Regions from separate parts of the Mus musculus genome. Here all the other regions are linked to region 2. Evidence: chromatin contacts called from public promoter capture Hi-C data. All regions are on one chromosome and are shown on one strand. Each heading gives the region's core, a stretch centred on a gene start, on an enhancer-like site or on the middle of the called end of the contact. The rest is flanking DNA. Distances are from core to core; before and after follow the strand shown.

Region 1 (3,076 bases), core at 546-3,045, 2.7 Mb after region 2:
GCGAAGCTGGCGAGAAATGACGCAAGGCCGAATGCCATGGTGGGCCATCTCCACTATCTTGTGGCGGATATGGTTGGGCAGAGGCCTGCCGTTGATAAATACTCCTCCGAGCTGGTTGACTCGGCCCTGGCCAAGAGGGGTGGACACTGGGAAGAGATGGCGAAAGGAGAGAGCCCGAGAAAGTCATTTAGGAAGAATAGAAAGCAGCAAAAAGAACCTAATTCTGCATCCTTCTGGCCAATTTGCCTGTGACAGTTAAAACACAAACCACCAAGCTCTGGGCTCCCAGTCCCGGACCCTTAAGGTTCTATTTATTCAAATAATTACCCGATGCAAGGTCATATAATCTTTTGGAAATTGAGCGATCGGAATGAGGTAACTGGCTGTAGAGAAACTGTATTTTCTCTTTTATTTGGGGGAGGGGGGCTGTGCTGCAAGTTGGAGGGAGACCTAGGACTGATGTCTAAAATGTCTTGCGATAACTGCCTCAAAGTCCTGAGAAGGCAGAGGTCCCGATAAGGGTATAGTAGGCAAGGGTTGGGGAGGCTCCCGAAAGGAGACACAGGTGACAGCAGGTATCACCTGTTACACTTAAAAAATAAAAATGGCAGCGAGCCTAGCTGTGGACACCACTGCCGAAATGACCGCCCTTGCACGTCACGTTTTACTCTGGATCGAGGTCGAAGGGCTCCTCCAGAACCCCAGTCTCCTGCTTTTACTTCCCAAATTATTTGGTCGGGTTCGGGTTTGCAGTAATTTCTACCTCCCCGAAATTTCCCAGCACCTTTAAGCAAACCGAAAGGCATTGCCAACCATTTTAGAAACTTCGAGATGCCACTTGAGTTGAGTGGAATTTGCTAATCAATGCTAAAACTTTTCAACTAGGAAGGGCCACCAGAATTTTTCACAGCAGGAAAATTCTTGCCGAACTAATAGTAGTTATTCAAAAGTGAACGCAGCCCGCACAATTTCGTAGCAACTTTAGGTGAACAGAAAGAGAACTTGCTTCCGGCGCTGCGAAGCTTGTTCACCTTTCTCACGGCAGCAATTCCGAAACAACAGGGCAAAGTGGAGCCGGCAGGAGCAGGCCAGGCAAGCTCCGAGAGCTTGTAGTGAGCTTAGCACTCCGTTTGCAGCCAGAACGTGAAATGGGGCTTCTCCCGCTCTCCACGAGAACCCCCTCCCCACTTTTGCTTCTTGGGTTGAGAAGTACCACGGGAAGAGGCTCCCGGTAAGGCACGAGTGGAGGCCCTGGAGACCAGGATTGGGGTGCGGCAGCCAATCCCAGGCCCGGGGATCCGGACGAGCTGAGGCCCTAACATACCTTCCAGCGGGAAGCCGCTGCGTGGGTAATTCTGCCCCGGGCCGGGCCGCATCATCCTGGGCACAGCGCCGGCCAGCGTGGTCATCCTGGGGGCAGCTTCGCTCGCAAATTATATCCAGGTGAAGGCGAGACGAAAAAGCGAGCACAGTGCGGCGGGTGACCCTCGGGAACTCTCCGGATCTCGGAGAGCTCCTCCCCCAAAAAAGGCCAGAGAGGGAGGCGGGGCGCGGGGAGGGGGGCGCTAATAGATCCAAGTCCACAGGCTCCAGAGGAGTCCCTTGAGTGCAGGATCCCAAGCCCAGGGCGGACGAGTTTGGTGCGAGTCTAGCAGATCGGCCCCTCAGCTGGGGCTACTGGCAAAGGTGCTCACTGCACCGCGAAGATCGGGTGAGGGAGGGTGGTGACGAGGCAGGAACACGTCCCAAGTCTCCTCCCGTCGTGACACCGAGTGCAGGGATCCGGACTAGGGAGCATTTATTAGTTCTTTCACCCAAAGCTTGATCAGGAGCCCTGAGCTGCGATTGGCCGAGGAGGAGACCGTCCCGGGTGGCAAAGACACGCGCTGATTGGGCGACAGAAGCTACTTTCTCTTCCCATCCCTGACGGTCCCCAGGCCTCCGCCGACCCAGAGGGGGACTAGCTCTGTGTCCCTTTCTCAAGAGAAGGGTGGACAGGTTGAAACTAGGAGAGGCAGCTTGGGTGGCAAGAGCCAGTGAGGATGGAAAAAGGCTCGCGGTGTCCCTGTCCCTCTACATGAGATTCAGCCTTGATCATCTTGGTTTTCTATTACTCTGTCCTAATCTCTTTCCGCCTTTCTCTGGAAACCTTGCTATATCCGCCCCTTATTTCCTCTGTCTGCCCCTGCTTTTCACCTGTGGATTTCGCTTCGGGATTACTAATACGGAGATGGCGGTGGAGCAAATTTGGAAAGGGGCACAGAGAATTCCGGATGTGTTTCCTTTTCCTTTCTCTGGTCTGCCTCTGGGCCTGAGCTCCCTATGTGAGCCTCCCAGAAAGGCATCTCTCAGGAAGAGTCCAAGATGTGCCCAGAAGGTCCTTTTGTCTTTCTTAGGCTGGGAATGAAAGACAGGTGGCATAGCCATGACAGAGACTGAAGAGGTTAGGCCTCCCCTGGGCTCCAAGTTGCAAGCAATGGGGAAGCCAGCTCCTTTTCTTGGTTTAAAAACCCTTCTGAGAAGCGGGGACTTTAAATCTCCACGTACACATTCATCCCCGATGCACTTGCATCTATATGTTGAGGTTTTGCCCGGGTGCAGCGTTTGTTCTCAGGAATTTATTATGGCATTCAGACTAAACTGCTGGAAAAATAAAAGAAGCAACGTCTTGGCTAGGAGCTGAAGTGTCCCCAGCAGGATATGACGCCAGGAGTGTTGTAAAGACTGTCTGTCCTTAGAGAAGGTACCATTGTGCCTAGCCTTTTATTTATAACTTGGTAAGTGCCAGCGAACACTCCTCCCTTACACCCCCCTCCCGTGCCAGCCCCACGTTCTGCGCTGCTCTTTATTCCCTCAAGTCTATTCAGGGACTGTCACTCTGGGGCCGAGAGGTATTCAGGGCCTTAATCAATCAAAAGGATGAGAATCAGGCAGGTTTTTTCCCCTTTGAAATAAAGGAAACAATGACTTCTGGGCTTCAAGTTCCCTTTTCTTTTTATGATATTTGAATTTTTCCTGCCCCTGAATCCTCCAACCCTCTCTCCATGTCCTCCCCCCCCCCATCTCCTTTGACAGT
Region 2 (3,252 bases), core at 344-2,843:
TAGGACAAACCTGAGTAGAGAGAGGGGCTACCCATGTGAATGGAGGATTTTCACACAATAACTGTGGACCACGGAAGCCAGGCCAAAAAGCAAAGGTTTCAAGGCACCACATCAGGATATCAAAAGAATGAGTTTTTGTTTTTTGTTTCTTTTTCTGCCTATGAGAATTTGGCTTGATACAGTTGACTTGATTGTTATGGCTCCTCCCCCATGGCCAGCTTCAGGTGATCGATAAACAAGGACTGACAGTTGCTATGTAATGGATTATCAATTGCACAAAATGTCCCAGATCCATGAGACGGTATATAGGAAGTTTGTTCAGGCTAGAGAAGCCTTCCACCACCTCTAAAACTGACTGACTCCAACTCTACTCTTTAGATTTTTCATTAAAAGCAAACACTTGCATGTATGAATGTTTTGCCTGAATGCCTCTACACCATGCATGTGCTGTGCCCATGGAGATGAGAAGAGATTGTACAACCACCTGGAACTGGAGTTACAGATGGCTGTGGGCCGCCATGTGGGTACTGGGACTTGAACCCATGTCCTCTGGAAGCCTAGCCAGTGCTCTAATTCACTGAGCCATCTCTTCAGTCCTACACTTCATGTTTAACTTTCTTGTGTTAGAAAGGATTGTTTCATAAAAGACATTCCCCTCCCAAGCCTAGCTAGTCACTCCATCCTAAGAAATGTTTTCATAATGTAGACCAGAAGTTGATGTCAACTGCCAGACCAAGAGCCAGGGTAAAAACTACAGTGGTGCTGGGTGGTGGTGGCGGCGCACGCCTTTAATCCCAGCACTTGGGAGGCAGAGGCAGCCTGGTTTACAGAGTTTCAGGGCAGCCAGGGCTACACAGAGAAACCCTATCTTGAAAAAAAAAAAAAAAGCTACAGTGCCAATTTGGAAGTAGAAAACTCAACAGTCTTGCTTTTGTTAATTATTGATATATTTTATTTTCAAATTTAGGAAAACCACTTTTAGTTAGGTGTACTGAGCTGTAAATACAGTTAAAAACAAAACAAAACAAATACAGGTTCAGGTCATTACCAGTGACTAATTTTTGTTTTTGAGATAGGATCCCACTATGCAGCCCTGGCTAGCCTGGAACTCACTATTTAGAGCTGGCTGGTCTTGAACTCACTGAGACCCTCCTGCCTCTGCTTCCAGAGCTCTGAAATCAGAGACCAGGGACCAATTTGAGAGTGTGCTAAACCCTAAGGAAAAATAAGTCTAGAGACTGAGGACTATGACAGCAAAGGGGGTTTGAGAGTGGCATCCCTGCCAGCCTTAGCCCTTCTGGCTGATATAAAAGAACTTCGCAAGGACAGGACAGCTATGTAACTGGAAGATCAGTATTTGTTTTGGATGAGTTCTTTTCCTTCTAATACAAGATCCCATTTCTCCAAGCTCTGCTTCCCCGCCCAGTCTGCAAACAAGAGTCAGGTTTCTCTCTCTGCCGAAGGGGCCACCCAGAGCCGAGCTAGACCTGGGGCCCCGTTAGGGGCTTAATCCCGGCTAGTTCCGTCCTACTGACACATCGGCTCGCCCAGGGCGTGGCTTCCGGTAGCGAAGGCATGCTTTCCGGTAGGTCCTTTGCCTTCCGGGGCGGGACTTCCTGCCCTAAAAGAGCCCGGCTGCCAAAGTGATTGGAGTGCGAATTACGCGGGCCCATGGGCTCCCGAGGCCCAATGCTTTTTGGAAAAGGGGTCAGAGAGATCGTTCTTTTTAGCTGATGCTTACTTTTTACATTGCGCGACGCCTCCATTTGCACGAAAGCTCTGGGCTTTTGTTGCCCACCTGAGGCTCTTCCGCTTCCCCTTTCCCCAGGCTCCGCCCCCAGCGTCCCGTGGCTATGACGACCGCTCCGCGGGATTCAGTAGTGTGGAAGCTGGCGGGACTTTTGCGGGAGTCGGGTGAGTGGACTTCTGGCTTATTTGGTTGGGAGTTCTAGGTGTGTTCGATACTGTCCAGAAACGCCGGGAATCACCGAGTCATTGCCGGCGGGGTCACGAGGTGCCGGCGTCTTCTGGGTGTGTTCCTTGTGACGCGTTGTTTACAGTCATGCCTTTGACAGTCTAAACTCTATCCATCTCTCATAGCACTTAACTCTCCAGAGGAAAGGGATCATTAATAGATTAAACACTTGCAGACAAGAACATAATCACTTGTACCGAAAGCCAAGTATAAGCACCTTAGACACCAGAGATTTGGAGACCCACATAGGTTAGTCCCAACCCTCTATCAGACTTGGATAAGTTTTTAGACCCTCAGTATTCTTCTCAGATAGGTTAGCATAGGGATTGTATTGAACGCAAAAGATAGCGGGATTTTAGTTAGCTTATTTAGTGCAGTGCATGCATGCATAATAAGTGTTCAAAAGATAGTGTTACTATAGTTGCTGCCCCAGTGCCTGGGCATGGCAAAGATCACTGTGTTGTTTGGTTTTTGTTTTTTTTTTTGTTTTGTTTTGTTTTTTTGTTTTGTTTTTTTTTTTTTTTTGAGACAGGGTTTCTCTGTGTAGTCCTGGCTGTCCTGGAACTCACTTTGTAGACCAGGCTGGCCTCGAACTCAGAAATCCGCCTGCCTCTGCCTCCCAAGTGCTGGGATTAAAGGCATGTGCCACCACGCCTGGCACTATGTTGTTTGTTATGTGGTTGCCATCATCAGCTAAATGATCACAATCATGATTCTTTGAGAGCTGGGGATATAGTTCAGTAGCAGAGCATATGTTTAGCATGTACAAAACTTTGACTTATAATCCCTAGCATCCTCCCCACACACACAGAAAGGAGAGATTCTTCTTTGAGCCCCGGCTTTCCTATCTGTAAGGTGGGGTTAATGGATGTCTTTAGGAGATAAGGATGAGATCTAGATGAAGCAGCTGTCATTTGGAATGTGTGACCTCGATGGCATTAGTGCTCCATATCTATATACTCCCACCATGGCATCCTTGGAGTCTCTTGATGGCAGTTCATTTTCTGGTTTGTGTTAATAATTACTCCCATGCTGTGCCTTTTCTAGACTTCCAGGGGACACCTTGAATTATGTGCATGTCTATACTCAGTGTCTAGTACATAGAAAAATCTCTTTGTAAGGCTGTAAGATTTATTATTCAGCAAAGATCTGACTTGGCTCCCAGGCTCGGAATCGTAGAGTTCATATATGATTGTGGGGATGGAATCACTTTGTGTCTTGATTATGGTGGTGGTTGTCATAATCTACACTAACAGAATAGAACTGACACTATATTT
Region 3 (3,096 bases), core at 139-2,638, 2.8 Mb before region 2:
TATACAGTTCAATTATAGTAACTTGGGTAGTATGTATGAAGCCCTAGGTTCAATCCCAATACAAATAAACACATAAATAAATAAACACAATCTCAAATTATGGTAGACTCATAAATGCTAGCCCCAAATTACATGTTCCAAGAGGAAAACAAAACAAATAGAGGAAAAATTAAATAAATAATGTACAAAAATACTTAAGAATTAAGAGTTTCACAAACTTTCACATTACAAAGAGAATCAGTTCTTTTTTTAAAAAAAAAAAAAAGACAAATCTTTCCGAATATTTATTTATTTTCTATGTATAGATATTTTTCTTGTACACATATCTGTGGACCACGTGAGGTCACAAGGAGTCTCCTAAAAGTAGAGTTACACGCACTTTTGAGCCACCATGTGGGTGGAAAGCAGAGTCAATGAGCCCTCTTTCTAGCCCCAAGACAGACTTCTTTAAAATCAAACACTAACATCATTTCCCACTGGAAATCTTAAAGTTTAAGAAAATCTTAGGAGAGAGAAGTGTTTAAAAATTTCAGAGCCAGGCGTGGTGGCACACGCCTTTAATCCCAGCACTTGGGAGGCAGAGGCAGGCGGATTTCTGAGTTCGAGGCCAGCCTGGTCTACAGAGTGAGTTCCAGGACAGCCAGGGCTACACAGAGAAACCCTGTCTCCAAACCTCCCTCCCCTCCCCCCCAAAAAAAGAAAGAAAGAGAACCACCACTTTAGGGTCTTGGGTTCAAGTAGCCTCTATTCCTTACATTATCCCCAGAACTCTGATCAGCAACATTTCGTAACTCTTTTTTTTTTTTTTTTTAGATTTATTTATTTATTATATGTAAGTACACTGCAGCTGTCTTCAGACACTCCAGAAGAGGGCATCAGATCTCATTATGGATGGTTGTGAGCCACCATGTGGTTGCTGGGATTTGAACTCAGGACCTTCAGAAGAGCAGTCTGCGCTCTTAATCGCTGAGCCATCTCTCCAGCCCATTTCGTAACTCTTAATCGTGACGAATATGACTGTCTCCCAGCCGAACTGTAACTCGGCCTGGGAGCGGATCCTAGGCGTTTACTATGGCCAGCATCTAGCACCCGGCCTGGCGATTTTCCGAAGTATAATATAGTGGGAAGGCAATGCGCCTCAGTCACAAACGTCGCGCTTTAAACACTTAAAGGCAAGCCACCTAAAACCCGTCTCTTCGCGAGCAGAACGCAAGAAATCGCATCTGCTCTGCAGAACTTTGGTTATGTGTAAGCTAAGAAGGATGTGCTTCCAGCTCGTGAACCACTTCTGCGCATCTATGCATTTCTCAGTGGAGACAGCGAATAAACCGCCAGAACACCGAGTTCACTTCCGAGAGAGGAGGTCGCGTCACTTCCGCTCGCCGGTCTAAAACCGCGCATGCGCATTGCGTCCCTTCCTCTTCGGACTTGGGCTTGGGTTCCGGCGACATGGTGAGTGTCTTCGTAACCGCTTTGGAAGTCGCTATCCATCGTCATCTGCCTTAGTCTCCGGCGTCCCGCTCTCAGCCCACCTCGGGTAGTCTGTGCTGTCCCTGTCCTGTCTGCTGTCGGGCTTCTCCCGGCGTCTGGAGCCCCGTACGCGGCCGGAGGCGGCTCGGCGGGGCTTGGCCCAGCGCGGTAGTTAATGCACAATCTGGAGCCTTTTGGCGCTCTGTGGGCGCCTTCCTTGATGGTTGAGCTTGAGGGAAAACAGGATTCAGCCGAGTTTGTGCTCAGCGGCGCGTTGGCGTGCACCGACTGGCTCAATGTCTCTGCTCCGTTCCTTTCCTCTGTCAACAGGCTAAACGCACCAAGAAGGTCGGCATCGTCGGCAAGTACGGGACCCGCTATGGTGCCTCCCTCCGGAAAATGGTGAAGAAAATTGAAATCAGCCAGCACGCCAAGTACACTTGCTCCTTCTGTGGCAAGGCAAGTCGGCCTCGGGTTAGGGAGGAGGGTGCCATTGCTCCCGAGCTAAGGCGGTTTGGGCTCGCTTTTTGCGGAGCATTCGTTGTTTACTTGCAACTAGTGAGGAACTTAAGGGTGAATGGTTTGGAGAGGAAAAAGTCCGATCTTGGGAAATTGATAGCGATGTCAGCGCATCTGTACCAACCCCAAAGAGGTCTGTTTAGCCTGTAAATAATACTCTGCTTGGGTTACTAGAATTTAACTGCTAATGGATAAGCTGGCTTTTCCATAGTTTACTCTCTGGAAGTCTCAGGGATTTTTTTTTTATATATATTTCATAACAAGATCTTAACTACTTACAGACCAAGATGAAGAGACGAGCCGTCGGCATCTGGCACTGTGGTTCCTGCATGAAAACAGTGGCCGGTGGGGCCTGGACCTACAAGTGAGTGTTTTCTCCTGTGGTATAGGAAAGGCTATGGACTGCACAGCCCGTGTTCCAGGTCTGGTGCATATCGGATTTGTTTTAGTTTAAAGCAAATCATGAGTTTGGGTTTAAAAGTTAATAGTTTTTGGTCAGGGCTATACAGTGAAACCCTGTCTCAAAAACAAAGTTATGGTTATAGATAAAAGCTCAGAGCCGGGCGTGGTGGCGCACGCCTTTAATCCCAGCACTCGGGAGGTAGAGGTAGGCGGATTTCTGAGTTCGAGCCCAGCCTGGTCTACAAAGTGAGTTCCAGGACAGCCAGGGCTACACAGAGAAACCCTGTCTCGGGGGAAAAAAAAAAAAAGAAGAAGTTCAGACTTTGATTCTCATATTCCTTTTGAATTGTACAGTCACCATGCTCTTTGGAAAATTACAGTTGATCTAAGTCCATTGGTGTTTGTGCTGGACTTGACTTAACACTACAAGTTATTTCTATAAAATGGTTTGAGGTTAATTGACTCGGGATTGTATAGAACATTGGAGGCTGTTTGGGCATATTTAGTGCTATGACCTTGACAGAGCCAGATGTTGTTGAAATGAAGCCTCCTGTCATTGTTTGCTTTGTTCTTAAGAGCTTTAGCATCTCAAACCAACAGCTGCCCCTCCACCCCTGAGTTTGCTGGCCAGAAGTCTGGTATCCAAGTGGTGTGGTGTTTTTATACTTCCAGCATGGCCCTCTGAGTGTGGCTAGTTGCTGAGGA
Region 4 (3,347 bases), core at 361-2,860, 3.0 Mb after region 2:
TGGATCACTCACCATTTTAAAGTGGAAGGAAAAGGAAACAGCCAGGGAATGTATTAAAACATTATCTGATGATTGCGAGCAGGTCATAAGCCTCATTGTCTTTTAAAATTTGGACAATCTGGTACTTTTCCATAGATAAGGGTCTGACTAGGAACTGATTCCAAGTTGTTCATCTTGCCACACACCATCATATGAACTTCAGAGACAGTGACCACCAGGAGAGAGAATATGATTTAGAGTAACAGGGCAAGTGAGGTATATTAATAAGCTTACTATATAAGGGAAACTGGTTAGGAAATTAAAACCACATTCCAAAAGCAAAGCGATTTCCTGTTTCTAAGGCCTTGGTCACAACTATAATTGTATCACTTGGGAGACTGAGTCAGGAGGATTGCCACAAGTTTAGAGTCAGCCTGGACTTCAGAATAAGGTTCTGTCTCCAAAAGAACAACGACAAAATCCGACAAACACAGGGGGTGAGTAATATCTAAAGTCCATCCTTAGGAAAAAAAAATCTTAAAAGTTTACTTGTACGACATCAGTACTGTGGTGTTATGAACCTGCTCCATTTTGTCCTCTAATTTTGGCCTCTAATACTCAAAAACAAGGAGGCTCTCATAAAACACTCGCTCTGACCTTTATAGAAGCTGATAACTACAGGGTGAGGCTGATACCATTTCAACTTACTACATCTGTGTTGGAAATGATAATTTGACTAATATTTACCTCCCTTCCCCCCCCCCCCACAATGGTTTAGTTTTAGAACTGAGAAAGAGGGAAGTGTGTCATGAATGCTAAGCCCATAGAAGTGATTCCATTTAGGGGTCAAATCAATGTTAACTATCAAATGCTACCCCTGCACAAAACCTGGTTTCCTTTCCCAGAAACATTTAGCATGTCCAATAAACCGTTTTACTAACATCATGGTTTGTTATTTTTCTCATGTATGTGTCATGTGCACAGCTCTACTCCCAAACACTGCCTGACACACTTCTGGAGCCTGGTCAACACTAAAATAAAGCCAATGCCGGGCTTGGTGGCACACGCTTGTTATCCCAGCACTCAGAAACTGAGGCAAGAAGACCGACAGTTCGAAAACAGCCTGGGCTACATAGTGAGACCCGCATCTTTCTTAAACGTCTCCCCTTCGCTGTCAATCTGGTTCCACAGCCTACAGTTGTGATGGAACCCAGGGTACGTTTCCTCGTCTGTGTCCCGACACCAAAGTCCGTGCTGGGCACGGAGTTGGAGCTCGGTCTCTAAATGAATGACACGGAGAGCCCGACACGCGCTGATGATGCAACGGAGCCACCGCGGAGCTGGTTCCGAGAAGCTACTTCAGCGCAGCCGAGTCTCCTCGCCCAGCAGCGCGCCCCTGAGGACTCTGGCCGTGCCGGGCCAAACCCCACGTAGCGGCATGAACGCCGCCAGCACGTTCTTCTGCAGGGCGAGCAGACTTCCCCAGGCACCGAGCCCAAGCCACGGGGCGGGCACTCACTGTAGGTCCGGCCCAGGGCTTGGAAGAGCAGGTCTCGCTTTACGCTGACAGTCGGCATGGCGAGTCGTGGACACTGCGCCTGCGCCACATGCGGGGCCTCAGCGACCCTAGAGTGAAGGACCCGACGCTCCGCTCTTGGGCTGTCTCACGTGATGCCTGTCTAAATTCAACCATTTGCACATCCGTTTTCCAGCCGAATATAGGAAAACACCTCTCTCTGGATTATTTAACATAGTTCTGTTGTGACGATAACCAAAAAGTTTGGAAAATAGGTGTAATCGGGTGGAATTATCTCTATTTTGACAGGCAAGAGTGAGAACAGACCTCAGAGGCCTGGATGCTTCCCAAAGCCCTAGGGAAGATGCCAAGTTGGGTAGGCGGAGCGCTAGATTGGTGGGAAGGACTTCCAGGTAGAGAAGTCCGCCCAGAGGTATTTGAAAAGCAAGGTAAACGGATGCAAGACTTCCTGCAAAGAAGAATATGCAAATACTAATGGCAAGGTCTGTTAACAGGCCACATTTTTTTACTTTTTTGAGACAGGTTTCTCTGTCGCCTTGACTGTCCTGGAACTCGCACTATAGACTAGGCTGGCTTTGAACTCCGAGAACTTTTGAGATCCGTACCTCCCTAGTGCTGGGATTAAAGGCATGCGCCACCACTGCCGGGCTTTTACTTAATCCTTTAACCCTCTTGAAACTACAGATTTTATACCCGAGCCTTGTTCGAACGCAGCAGCAGCCCTGTGGGTAGGCGTTGTTAGAGACCGCAGGACTTTTCTGTCAGATGCTGTACTCAGCCTAAAAAGTGCACGAGCAGATTTGCTCCTTAGAATAACTCTGAGGGACAGTACGTCAAATCATGGGCCACTGAGATGTCAGGACTTAATCCCGTGTAGCCTGCAAATGCTACTTTATGTGGTATCAGAGCCTATGTGGAATAAGCTAAGGGTTTTGAGATGGAACTTAGCCTAGGTTATTAGGATGGGCCCTAAATGCAATTGACTGTAGACTCAATAAGCGGAAGGCAGTGATTCCAGTAAGGTCACTAAAAAAAATAAAGTCAGTAGTCTTCGAAACTGGAAGAGATAAGGAGGGAAATCTCTCCTAGCCTATTCAGCAGCCCCCAAAACACTTGGATTTGGGCCAGTGAAATTGCTTTTGGGTTTCTTGCCTCCAGAACTTGAATATAACAAAGTTCTGTTTCATCTCATTCATTATTCTTTATGATTTGAGATAAAGGCTCAACTCTATAGCTGAAGCAGTCCTGGAACTCATCCTGTAGCTCTGGATGGCCAGAAATTTTCAGAGTTTTAAGGTGTCCTGAAAGACAAGAATATAAGTTACCTCACCAGACTCAAGTTTCTGTTTGAAATCAAAAGTTTGTAGTACTTCCTTTCAGCAGCCATGAAAAAACAAATACATCAAAGCAGGAAGATAAAACAGCCATGGACTGTGGGACTCACCTAACCTGTAAGGCATAGCAGAAACATTGCTTCCTCAAGAGAAAATAAAGCAAGGACCAACACTGAGGAAGTGAGAACCCTTCACTTGAGGAAGCAGAACTGAGGCTAGACTTAGGCCATCATAACTCTTAATAAGTTTTCCACTGCACTAATTTCCACTTATGGCAAGTCCCACGTGTAGCTTTCTGACCCTAAATTCCAGTAAGTGGGCACTTACTGAGTTCACCAACTCAAATGCTCATCTCTCAGAAACATACAACTAACAGTATTTGGCTACTTATTAAGGGATCTATTAACTCAGGCATTTGACCATAACATTAACTCTCATACTTCATAAGAGGATTTAAAATGCCGCTTTGTTTCCCCTGATATGTCACTATAGGCGTG

The links. Promoter capture Hi-C pulls out the DNA fragments that hold promoters and counts their contacts. Capture Hi-C pulls out chosen DNA fragments and counts their contacts.
Region 1: a contact with region 2 is called in a promoter capture Hi-C map of embryonic stem cells, with 4 times the contacts expected there. The contact joins the promoter of Pax3 here to the promoter of Stk11ip in region 2. A contact is called at or near these places in 1 of 39 promoter capture datasets (embryonic stem cells) and 2 of 115 datasets of contacts at active chromatin or transcription factors (both in embryonic stem cells).
Region 3: a contact with region 2 is called in a promoter capture Hi-C map of liver, with 4 times the contacts expected there. The contact joins the promoter of Rpl37a here to the promoter of Stk11ip in region 2. A contact is called at or near these places in 2 of 39 promoter capture datasets (liver and pre-B cells), 3 of 484 Hi-C or Micro-C datasets (B cells and CD4 T cells), 3 of 115 datasets of contacts at active chromatin or transcription factors (large pre-B cells, regulatory T cell precursor and thymic regulatory T cells) and 2 of 9 other capture datasets (adipose tissue and liver).
Region 4: a contact with region 2 is called in a promoter capture Hi-C map of adipose tissue, with 4 times the contacts expected there. The contact joins the promoter of Farsb here to the promoter of Stk11ip in region 2. A contact is called at or near these places in 2 of 115 datasets of contacts at active chromatin or transcription factors (astrocytes and large pre-B cells) and 2 of 9 other capture datasets (adipose tissue and liver).

Annotation. Positions count from the first base shown.
Region 1 is chr1:78,195,341-78,198,416 of GRCm38.p6, forward strand. Pax3 (paired box 3) reads right to left here and starts at 1,796. Exons shown (of 8, transcript NM_008781.4): 1 at 1,325-1,796; 2 at 1-146. The coding sequence starts at 1,409. RefSeq lists a promoter at 1,360-3,076, an enhancer at 2,515-3,076 and cis regulatory regions at 2,515-2,747, 2,903-3,076.
Region 2 is chr1:75,519,936-75,523,187 of GRCm38.p6, forward strand. Stk11ip (serine/threonine kinase 11 interacting protein) reads left to right here and starts at 1,594. Exons shown (of 25, transcript NM_027886.3): 1 at 1,594-1,707; 2 at 1,829-1,914. The coding sequence starts at 1,854.
Region 3 is chr1:72,709,872-72,712,967 of GRCm38.p6, forward strand. It overlaps Rpl37a (ribosomal protein L37a), which reads left to right and starts at 1,389. Exons shown (of 4, transcript NM_009084.4): 1 at 1,389-1,452; 2 at 1,801-1,929; 3 at 2,271-2,353. The coding sequence starts at 1,450.
Region 4 is chr1:78,487,287-78,490,633 of GRCm38.p6, forward strand. It overlaps Farsb (phenylalanyl-tRNA synthetase, beta subunit), which reads right to left and starts at 1,611. Exons shown (of 17, transcript NM_011811.4): 1 at 1,499-1,611. The coding sequence starts at 1,556.